Regions from separate parts of the Mus musculus genome. Here region 2 is linked to region 1. Evidence: chromatin contacts called from public promoter capture Hi-C data. All regions are on one chromosome and are shown on one strand. Each heading gives the region's core, a stretch centred on a gene start, on an enhancer-like site or on the middle of the called end of the contact. The rest is flanking DNA. Distances are from core to core; before and after follow the strand shown.

Region 1 (5,940 bases), core at 2,034-4,533:
GTCATGAGTACTTACTCTATTGCATGGAATAAATCTGATTATTTATGCTGTTTTTCCCTTTTCTTTTACGTTATGACTGTTGACTGATTTCATGGCCCATTACCAGTACACAAGCCACATCTCAACAGCATTGTTCTATGTGCTCTGCAGTGCCAATGGCTTTAAATATTATCCGACTCCTACATTTATTTCAGGCACATCTTGCCTGAGCTCCAGGCTCGACATTTCAATTGGGTATTTTTCTAAATGTGTTCATTTTTCTTTCCTGGCCCCATTGCTGATGAAATAGCAACACCATTCACCTACCTCCAAGCCTAAAGTCTCACCCAATTCCTTCATCTCTCACACCTGCTATCTCCTTCTTTGAAATAGAACCAAAATCTCATCACTTAGCACCCACACTGCTGCGCTTAGTACTGCTGGACTGGATGTCCCAGGAAGGCTGGTACCTAAGAGGGGGCTCCCTTCTCTGAGAAGGGGAGGGGTGGGGAGGGGAGGGATTTGTAAGGATGAGACTCTGAGGAGTGGGGGCACAATCCTGATGTAAAGTGAATAAATAAATAAATTAATGGAAAAAAAACCAACTTTCCCTCATTTTCTCCCGTATGGAATGAGGGCAGTAATAGCAGCAGCACCTTCCATCCTCTGTGCCATGGTAACTGACAGGGAGCCCTGAGGAAAAATGCTACCTACCTTCTTTATTTTGTTTTGAATAGTGCTACAGCTCAAATGCCAGGCCTCACTCATGCTGGGTAAGTACTCTGTCACTGAGTTAGACCTCACCCCCTACTATTCTTTAAAATGCACAAATTCTTTACCTAAGGACACTATTAAAACGCATAAACTTTAATGGGAAAAATCCAACTCGCGCTTTTTATTTGAAAACTTCTTCCAACAAAATGTGTGGACTATGTTGAACTTAAATGTGCTGCACCACAAACACTGATAAATTTAATACTGAGGTTTTAAACCCAAGGAGTCATAAAATGCTGTTGGGAATTCTTATGCCAATATACATATTAGCAGACTATATTTTATAAAATAAAAAGTTTGACATAGTTAACGAGTATGAACATTTACTGATTTCTCTCAAATATTGAAATCTAAATTTAAAGCTGCTCAATTCTCTGCATCAGACAATCTTCAATATTTTGAATGTACAACTTAGCTCATGGTTTAGACATTAAACAAAGCAGCATTATTTGGTTACAGACCCCACTTTATTACCATACAGATTTTTAAAAGTGCTTCTTCATAAATAAATAATAGTCAGTTACCTCTAGTTAAAAGTCCAAGAAAGAAATACAGCTTTTAGAGTTCATACTATGTAATGTAGGATTATAATTCAGGGGCAGTTAACCCATGATTAAAATTAGCTATTTGGATCCCAGGGCAAGAAATTTTTATTAAGTAAGAAAAGTTTGGAAGTGGAAATGCTTACTGAAATCTTAGTTATAGAAGAATATATAATCTCTCTGGAGATTCAAAGAACTGTCTGTTGTTATTAAGTCATAATACGTGCAGTTAACAGGGAAGGACAGCATAAAATGTAAATGCTGAAAATACCATCAAGCCTGAAAAAAATACTGAGTTACCTCAGCAAGCAATACTTATTTTATGATTACAAAGCTTTTAACTCCTGCCTCCCAAGAAATGTTCATAGAAGAAACCAGTAAGTCACTTTGCATTCAAGGATAAAAACAACACATACCAGGCAACAGTCTAAAATACTGATGGACACCAGGGTAAGTCCCAAATGTTTTTATGGCTACTAAATTACTGCTATTAATAAGGCCAAATGGATTATTGTTTGTGCTTATTTAAAACCATGTGCTGTTGAAACAAAAGCTAGAAAACATAAGAGGTTTAAAACAAAACTCCTTAAGTCCATAACCACAAAGCTTTTAGTTTTGTTTGAAATGGGGAAATACATAGTATTCTTTCCACTCCCCCGGCCCCGGACCTCACTGCATCCCATTTTCCCTTCCTTGAGAGCCCACCCCTTCATGGCCCCTTACTAGTTTAAAGGTGTTTTTCATTAGTACTATAGAACAACGTTCAAACCTCAATCTCCTTTTTGAAGTTAGGCCTCTTTAAAATGATTGAGTCACAATTTCAGCAGCGTCAATGGCAGTGTATGCTCCTCAAAGTGCAGTTTAACACTCATATAGCTTAAAGTTTGATCTACTAAATATGACAGCAAATCAGTTGTATTGTAACAGTTTATTCTCATGGCATTTCAAGACCATATTTACATGTTTAAAGTCACTTCCAGTTCTTGCTTTTTAAATTGTGGGACAGCACGAGGGAAACTTGACAAATGCCACCATCTTTAGCAATAATGTGGTACGAGATACACTCGTTTATTTTTTCTGACCTTAAGGAATTTATGACAAAGGATTTGGTGGTGAGTATGGCGGGGGATGGAGATGGGGTGGTGTAATTCCCCAGTCAAAGTTAGAGAGGTATGTATTAGGGTATTCTTTTTTTTTTTTTTTTCTTTTTTAATTTAAGCCAAAGCAGTTCTCGTGCAAACTCAAGCTTTCTGTTCGTGCTAATAATGGAAGGGCAACGCTGCTTTGGTGGGGATAGCAAATGTCCCCAAATGCAGCAGATCCTAACTGTAAAATAGTACGCATGTACAGCGTCCAATCAGGAAGGGCTGCGACGTAAAACTATGTCTTTGGGGAAAGTTAAGTCGTGCTCCAAGAGGTCTTTTTTCCTGCACTTAACTCAAAACGACCACACAACCCCCTACCAGGCAAAGCTGCCCTGTTGCTCTACCCACGCAGGGAAAAGACTAGAGGGATGGCTCGCAGCCGAGGGGCCCACGCGTCACTCAGCGGAACGGCGCGAAGCCCGTCCATCTGCACCCACAGCAAAAGCCTGCGGTGAATGTGGGGCTGGCAAGACTCTCAAGGGCTGCGAGCCGTCACCGGTCCCACCCTGGCCTCCAAGCCCAGCCCCGCCGACCCCTGAGGGCGAGCGCGGATCTCAGGAGGCGGCGGGGGGACGAGCGGCCCGAGCGCCCTCTTTACCTGGTCGCAGGGGCGCGGCCAGGCAGGGAGGGCGCGGGAGCATGCGGGCGACGACGCGGGCCACCGCGCCTTCCCGCCCAGCTCGAGCCGGGACTCCGAGGCTACTTCTGGAAGCCGCGGCCTGAGGAGGAGCACTCGCCTCCCAGCGAGGCCCTGAGCAGGGGAAAGGGGGCAAAAAGAAGGAAGAGACAACGTGTCTGCGCGTCCCCCGCCCAACGCCATTCATAATCCGGCGGACCGGAAGGAGTGCCCTACGTCACTTCCTGCTGTCTCACTCGGAAACGTTCCCCTTCCGACCTGTTGCGGGAACCTTTGTTTCTCTCTTCTTAAAGCTGGTGAGGGCGGGGACGGATTCGAAGAGAGCTACCGGGAACCGACCGAGTGGCGGGGCGGAGCGGTGAGTGGTGACGAGGGTCCCCGCTTCCTGGCGCCTCGGGGGGAGGCTCGAGACCCCGCGAGGGGCGGCCGGAGCGGAGCTCCGTGGGCTGTCGGTCTCCTCCCTGCTGGAGGGGAGACCTCATAATTTGCGGGGTGGTTGCGTGGCTCCGCCTGAGCGCTCCTCCTAGTCTGGAAGGACTGAGTGAGGAGGGCGCCGAGGACGGTGGCCCGGGGGACCGGGACCGTGGAATTGTCCAAGACCTTTGACCGAGGGTTCCGGAGACCTCTGTACAGCTCCCGTTTTACATCTCTGTTCTGGCCTCCTTGAGAAGGACTTACCCCTATTCGAGGCCGCCCCCAGTGTGTTTTGATTCCATCAAAGAATTGGCATTTCGAAGTGTCTCTTGACTCTCCTTAGCTTCTCTAGCGCTTGGGTTTGTTTTGGAATTGGGGTTTTTACATCCTGAGTTTCCAGACTTCCCCAAAGGCGAAGCACTAAATGGAAAGAAGAAGTTAATTGGAAAGGATTACAGAATCTTGCAGAAACACGAATGGGATGGTCTCGAGTGTTGTAATGAGTATTGCACTCTCTGCAGTTTCCTTTATCTCATGCACTAGCAGGTGATCAACTTAGAAGTTTGTTTGAAACTAGTAGGCAGGGTGAAAGAGATCTGAGAGAAAGCATCTATTTAGGTAGGGGTGCTCAATTTTGTTTGGGGACATCACAGCAGCCTTGAAAAGGACCATTTTGGCAAAAATCCAGTTGATTCAATAAATATTTTTTAAAAACACCTGTGAAATGCTACTTGCCAGGGAAATTCCTGCATTCCCCCTCACATTCCCCCTTCATAAACTTCTGCTCTCATAAAAGCTATACACTAGTGAGATTAATAATTAAAGACAAATGAAAGAGTAGAAAGTGAATGTTGCAGGTCAGAGCACTGTACACATCCCTACCCATAAAATAGACGATTGTCTTGCTTTTTTGTGTTTGAGTTATGTTGAGAGGAAAAGACAGTTGCATTTCATGAATGCCTTTTGCTGAAGTGACTAGAACTGTGTAGAGTAAAAGACAAGAATATTAGACTTCGGTGAGTTAGCTGAATATAATAGTCTGGTCATTGTTTTCAGAGTAACAGAGAAATAAGAGGAAGTGAGAGAAAAACCATACAGAGTCATCTGCCTTGAGATGGTATTTGACAACAAAATGCTCATGACTGCTGAAGAACAAATTGGTAGTGAGACTAAAGCAAGACAGAGCATTGGAACAATAGTGGCAAGAATGAGAAAGCCAGGGAAAGAGAGGTCCAATACCAACTTAAATGTAAAAATACAAAGTATCCCTCTTGTATTCACCTGATCTTAAAATAGGGGAGAGTAGCTAGAGCTAGAAGGGGACTTGGAAAAGGGAAGCTGGACTTAAAACTGACTTGGAGAAATAAAGAGTCAAGAGGCTGCAAGAGGTCCTGTTCAGTAGGAAAATGTAATTGTTCTTTCTGGAAAGATGGGAAGTGAGTTGACCAAACAAGCATGAGAATGCTAAGTGTGAAGCATGCTAGATAGGACTAATAACCTGGAAGAGAATATGGTATTTCTTTCAGTGGCACTTGTTTGGGTGTAGACGGGAGAAGATGCCAAATAGAAGCATGTCTACACAGTAGGTAAACCTTAGAGCAGTGGGATAAGGATGCTTAGAGAACTGGAAGAGAGTCACGGAACGGCTTGTTCTAGAGTGGAAGCCGAACAGGAAGGGAATAGCATACTGCCATAAACAGAGGTAAGCGATGCGGGGAGATTATTGTGTAGGCTGGCAGTTGCAGTGTGTCTTGCATAGCTACAGGTACTTCCTGGTGTGCCCCAACCATCCCTCCCACCAGCGCTAGCTATCACTGCCACATCCTAGGTTATTGATAGTTTTACAGTAATAAGTATTCATTTTCTTCCTTTCTTTGTTTTAAACAGTGCTTAGGTTTTTAAAATAAACTCACACTTAACATATTCTTTCATCTATCTTCCTGTTCTCTATTTACATGTACATTGTTTATGCCACCTACTGCTTCTCTTTGGTTTGAAAAAGAAATAGGAGCAAGAAAGAAGGGGGGGGAGGGAATTAACTAAAAAAAATATTGTCTTATAATACCCCAGATATCTTCTTGAGTTAAAACAGTGGAGAAGGAAAAAAAAAAAGGAAGATATAGTTTGCAAAGAAGGAGGCTGTTGATTGTAGTCATAGAGAATGGTGTAGCAGACTTCACATTTCACTAGCTGAAAATGAAGCTTTCTGTTAATGAACTAAATAAAATTATTTATAAAATGTTTTAGAAGATCATAATATATGCTTAATTAAAGGTAATGTCAGGGAGAGAGAAAGAAGGGCCTGGCCCTAATATTATGTAAATAAACCCCTGAGGTCAGAGGTTGATAAATGGAGTCATGGAATTTCTAAGCTGAGCAATACAGAAGAGGTTCTATCTGAGTACTGTTATAGCTTTTCTGATGGAACAAGTCAGAGGAACACTTCCGT
Region 2 (5,940 bases), core at 1,072-3,571, about 24 Mb after region 1:
AAACTTAGATAAAATACACCCTTATCTATGGGCAAACTACCAAAGAGAGCCAAAGCTTAGTAGGATGGGTATAGTATGGGTTTGTTGATAGTTGCTTTTTTTTTTCCGCTATTTTCTCTTGTAGCTAGCCAGGCAACTAGCTAGTAAATCTGTAGTAACAGCACAATTAATAATAATTGAATTAATTTAAAAACAATTTTTCCAACCGTATGAACTGGGGAAATGCACATCTGTGCGCTACCAGATTGTAAAGAAACACTTAAAATATTTCACAGCTCTCCTCCCACCCAGAGTGAAAGTATAGGAGAAACTATACTTTCATATAATGACAAGGAGAGGAAGTCTCTGTACTCTTACATGTGTGGAGGGGGATGGTGGGGGGTGGGGGTGGGAAACATCCCATACCTTTCTCTTTCCCTCATCACTTCACCCTGTGTTAGGGCCCTAGTCAAATGCTTTAGCTATGACAAGCTGCTAAAAATCCAAGGGAAACCTCGTATTTCTCACAAAAGGGCCAAGAAAAGGGAACACTGAAAGACAGACTACGTGAGAGGAATCTAAGAAAGAGATGGACAGAGAGGTATGTCCTCCAAATCTAGTCTGAACCCATACAAGTTCTGTGCTCAAGTATCAACCAAGCAAAGCAGGATGGATATGATTCATGTAATGAACTACAATTAAAAGTACTGCTAAGATACCAAAACAATTCACGTGTTTGTGTGAAGGACAGATAGCAAGATCAAGATAGCAGGGGATGGAGAGTTGGCTCAGTGGTTAAGAGCACTGACTGCTTTTCCAGAGGTCCAGAGTTTGACTCCCAGCACCCACATGCTGATTTCACAACCATCTGTAACTCTAGTTCCAGGGGATCCACACCTTCTCCTGGCCTCTGAGGGCACCCAGCATACATATGGTGCACAGACATACATGTAGACAAAACACCCACACACATAAAAGCACAGCTAATACTCAGCGGTGCCAACTGATATAGAACCATTACTCACACGCAAGACTGAGCCTGTGATGCCAACCCCAGGATTGCTTGCTAAAAGAAAATAAAAATTCCACATTACCCAAGATAAAAATCCAGGAAAAAATCAGTGATTATACAATATGAAATAACTGGGAAGGTGTGGACAATTATCAGAATAAAATACATCCAAGAGCTTTCAAGTGAGATGATCAAGATGAATATAAGTATCAAAAGTGTTAGACATTAAAACCAAAGCAGTTTAATGATTTTTTTTTCTCCTGGATAAGAGCTATATGCGAGAAATATAAATGCCAGAACCCGTGTGCACAAATGTTCACGAGAGTTGATCAACAATGCCAAAACATAGATTTGGGTGTTAACTGTAAGAATATTTGCAAGAATATTTGCATGGGGGAGGGGGGAGCTAGAGAGATGGCTCAGTGGTTAAGAGCAGTGATTGCTCTTCCAGAGGTCCTGAGTTCAGTTCTCAGCAACCACATGGTGGCTTACAACCATCTGTAATGGGATCGGATGCTCTCTTCTGGTGTGTCTGAAGACAGCTACAGTGTACTCCTATAAATAAAATAAATAATCTTTTAAAAAGAATACTTGAATGCACGTTGTGACAAAGTGCAGGGTTTGGGGCTTAACTGTCACAAGAAAGAATTGTGAATATGCATGACTGAAATAAAAGTGAGCTACATGCAACTAACTGCAAACTCAGAAACTACGCGGAACTAAAAGCAACCCTCTGTCACAGTAAATTGTACCATTTCTCACTTTAAAAAATAAGCATACAGTATATGAACTAAATCTTTTATAAAGAACGAGAATAAACCCAAAGGGCCAGTGTTAAATCTGGGGAAAGGTAGTGAGTTGGGGTCAGAATTGTATCAATACTATTTCCTATTTCTAAAACCTTGGGGTGGCTCCTCTGTGTACAGGGCTTATCTCTCACACATATTAAATATTTTTAAAGCTAAGTTTTTAAGCAACAGCCCAAGAAGGAGAGATATCTCCCTTCATTAATATGACTTTTCCATCCAAATACTAAGCAGCCTAACTACACAAGCCAGGTGGAGCTAAAAGTGAGACCCTATGTTCTCACAGGAAAAAAAGTTTATCTTTTTGACGTGGCCTACAGAAGCCTGACAGAGGTTCCAAGTGGTATGTATGAAACAGTAATGTCCGGGGCAACCTGGTTTAATCCTCAGTCTCTGTCCAAAAATAAAAATAAAGTATCTTCTCCAAAGACTCGAGCCTCCCACCTTATTGCTCGCCCCAGTAAACCCTAGGCAACGCGCAAGCCCGTGGGCTATCGAGCCGCGCCGAGTCACTTCCGCCTCTGCGCCCTAGCCCCGCCCCGGAAACGGAAGCGCCTTTCTCTAGGGTCCTTCGGCCTGCGGAGAACTCGGCTGCGATGGCCGCCGGGCCGGGCTGTCCTCACAACGCCTGCTCAGGAGCTCGGTAAGGCCGAAGCGAAGCAGAGCCTCAGGACGGGCTGCTGGCTCCTGGGCGTCGTCTCCGCACCGCTGCTCCAGGCTCGCGGTCCGGCGGTGTGAGTTCTCCCCCACCCCAGGGAAGGGCGGGTCCGGCGGCGCGAGGACAGCCCGGCGCGAGGCCCCCGCGGCTCCGGTGGGGACGTCGCTGCGGGCGGCACTGCTGCTGGCGTCCAAGATGTCGACCAAGAATTTCCGAGTCAGTGACGGGGACTGGATCTGCCCTGACAAGAAGTGAGCGTGGCGGGATACCGTGGGACCTGGGGTGGCCGGGAGGTCCCTGTGAGGGCGGCGACGGGGTCGCGGCCTTTGTGGGGACGGCGGGGCGGTCGCTGCCGGCCTTGAGCGGTCGCGGGCGGCCCGCACGTGACCCCGCGCGGAGCTGAGCTCACGGTTCAGTGGCCCTGCTCCGAGCTCTGCCGGGGCCGCTCGCTGTCCCTCCCTCCCTCCGTCCCTCGCTCCCTCCCTGCGGCCGCCGTGCTTTCGGGCCTGCGATCCGTCCCCAGTGACTTGGCTTTTCTCATCCTCCTGCCGAGAGGCAGGAGGCCTGGGCACGTACGTGGCCGGGAAGCCGGTGTGCTCCGCTTATGGCCACAGAGATCGTTCTGAATAGGTGTCCCTATTTTTAAAGAAAAGTGATGTACCAGCTCGTGTTCTTGGAAAGCCAGAGTCAGAGCTGAAGGAAACCCGGGTTTACTCTTCTGTCTACTGCAGAGCGTCTAGCCTGAAGTACCTTTGCTAGAAAATACATTGCTCGACTACAGTTAACACCGAAATAACATGGGCAGTGTGTGGAGAGCAAGGAAATGATGTCACTCAGATCCACTTGGTTGGTATCAGACTGATATCAGGCTAAGCATACCAAGTCAGCAGACTAGAACCGAGATCCTCTTGGACTGTCACTGCAGGAACTGTGTGACACTTTGGAACCCTTCAGAGATTAAGACACCAGCCTCTCTGCCTTCTGTGTGACTCGTAGAAAACTGTGCTCTTGTGTTCTTACTGAAAGCACCCATGTATATTTTGGGAGGACCCTTCATTCAAAGTCCTGTACACCTAAACTCGGCAGAAACTAAATGTTATTTGTACTGAATATGTAAATCAAGGAGACAGTTTTCAGAATATATTTTCAGTTTTACTTGGAACGTGTGTATTTTTTTTTAACAGAAAAAGGGACCTTAAAGTTGTCTGGAGCCATTCAGTTTAGTGTTACACTTCCTTTCACTATTTTATCTCATTCATTGTTTTTTAATAGGGTGGTGGATTCTTTGTCGTTACTTATTTAAGCTTTAAATTGGAGTATCTAACTGCTTTAACAAATACTAAAGTAGTGCAAGTGTGTGAAAACTTAACTAGTTAATGTCATAAGGTTACACTTTTTTCTGTTGGTTGTGGTTTTGTTTTCTGTTCTTTAGTTTTAGATTTGATAAATACTATAATACTCAAATTTCTTTACAATTTAATTCTGTCTTTAGTTAATATATCAGTCTTTTCCTTATCATCGCACTTCCTACCTCTCAAAGAATGTTTCATCAATTCTCTGGAGTCCTTCTGTAACTGTTCATTCCTGATGGATCCATCCCTAGGATTTTGTGATTAATCTTTTCCTTTTAGACAGAGTTTCTCTATGGAACTCACAGAGATCTGTTTGCCTCTAGCTCACAAGTGCTGTAATTAAAGGCTTGTGCCACCACTGCCCAGCTTGAATTTTATGCTTCTAAAACTCATCACATTTATTACTTGTAACAAACAAGATGAAAGTTGATATTCCTTTTTTTTTTTTTAACTCTCTCTGGTATCTTGTCTAATTGTTATAGAAGAGTCTGACACTTTGGAACAAGAGACTTTTATGTAACTAATGATATACACCAGTCTGAAGATAGCAAGGTTTGGGTCCCAAAGTGGTTCCCACAGTAACTGTAAGCACAAGGTTGAGATTTTTACCCAGCTTTTCCTTCTCCCTGCTGGTGCTTATATTAACATAATGGGATAAGCTTGTTCTGCGTTCCAGGGTGTAGTGAGGACAGTTTAAAATGTAAACAGTTTAAGTATCTAGGAATTACTACTCTAAGTGCATCTCACTTTATTTGCAGGTGTGGAAATGTAAACTTTGCTAGGAGAACCAGCTGTAACAGATGTGGTCGAGGTGAGCGCTGACAGATAATTCTCTTAATACTGTATATGCAGATCATTTCTTTATTTCCCAGGATTTATATCGAGTTCTTGTCTGTTTGCAGAAAAGACAACTGAGGCCAAGATGATGAAAGCTGGGGGAACAGAAATAGGAAAGACACTGGCAGAGAAGAGCCGGGGCTTATTTAGTGCCAATGATTGGCAATGCAAAACGTATGTGCTTCAGATTGCTGTCTGTTACTGCAACAACATGATGAACTCTTGCTAATTATGTGACAAGATGCTATGCCATATTGATCCAAACATTCATTGGTCTTAGGCTAACTATAGTAAAAGGGAAATTTTAAGTGGTATCTTTCAGGGGTGTTACCAGTTGTTGCTGTGGTAGTGTGTAATGAGCTGATAACCAAAGGTCTGGGGGACATTGAAGACCTTGTGGTCTACTTTTTGTTGCTGAATAATTGCATGATTTGGGGTTTTTGTTTTGATTCTACTTTTTGTCTCTTTTATAATATGAAAGCAACTTGAAAAATCTTAAGTTGCCTTCCATAAAAATTGCTTCTTGTTAGATTTTTTTTTTTATTGTTGCCTTTTAGGCTGGAGAGATGGTTCAGCGCTTAAGAGTACTGGATGATCTTCCAGAGGATCCAAGTTAAATTCCCAGCAGCCACATGACAGCTTGAAAAAAATAGAATACTTTTTTCTTTCAGGTTTAGATTTCATTTTGTATTGATTTTCTCAATCTCCACATTTTGTGCTATGTAAATAAATCCTACATATATGAAAAAGCACTGGACCAGAAAAACGTCTTACATAAAGTCCTGGTCCTGTAGACAGACCTTGAACCTTTACAGGAAAGCTGTCTTACAAACTAAGTCACAGGATTTAGTGAACTGCAAAGGATTTCATAGAGGGCACTAAGAATAGCAAACATATTTGTGAAAGGTGAGACCAAACTCTTTAAGGTAGATTCAGAGATGATAGGAAATGGAACCTTTGATTAAAGCACTGCTTTTTCCCCTCAGTAGCAGAATTTCTAGTTATGTCACTTCTCAGTATGTTATATTAAATAGATTTTTAAATTTCATTTTCATTACTCCTTAATCAGGATTACTTTGTATTAATTATTTCACCATAATGTTTTGAATAATATTTTTTCAATGTTTAGGGGCCTTCTAGTTTAATGGTTTTTGGTTTTGTTTTATAATTGTAGTTGCAGTAATGTGAATTGGGCTAGAAGATCAGAGTGTAACATGTGTAATACTCCAAAGTATGCTAAATTAGAAGAAAGAACAGGTAAGAAATATACTACTTTCTCAAGAGAGCATAGCAAGA

The links. Promoter capture Hi-C pulls out the DNA fragments that hold promoters and counts their contacts.
Region 2: a promoter capture Hi-C map of pre-B cells shows a contact between it and region 1. The contact joins the promoter of 4930592C13Rik here to the promoter of Gstcd in region 1. A contact is called at or near these places in 2 of 39 promoter capture datasets (cranial neural crest and pre-B cells) and 1 of 484 Hi-C or Micro-C datasets (CD8 T cells).

What each region holds. Positions count from the first base shown.
Region 1 is chr3:133,088,542-133,094,481 of GRCm38.p6, forward strand. It overlaps Gstcd (glutathione S-transferase, C-terminal domain containing), which reads right to left and starts at 3,284. Exons shown (of 12, transcript NM_026231.3): 1 at 3,039-3,284. Ints12 (integrator complex subunit 12) reads left to right here and starts at 3,314. Exons shown (of 7, transcript NM_027927.4): 1 at 3,314-3,435.
Region 2 is chr3:157,531,769-157,537,708 of GRCm38.p6, forward strand. It overlaps 4930592C13Rik (RIKEN cDNA 4930592C13 gene), which reads right to left and starts at 2,322. Exons shown (of 2, transcript NR_152231.1): 1 at 2,242-2,322. It overlaps Zranb2 (zinc finger, RAN-binding domain containing 2), which reads left to right and starts at 2,397. Exons shown (of 10, transcript NM_017381.3): 1 at 2,397-2,706; 2 at 4,566-4,618; 3 at 4,710-4,818; 4 at 5,819-5,901. The coding sequence starts at 2,651.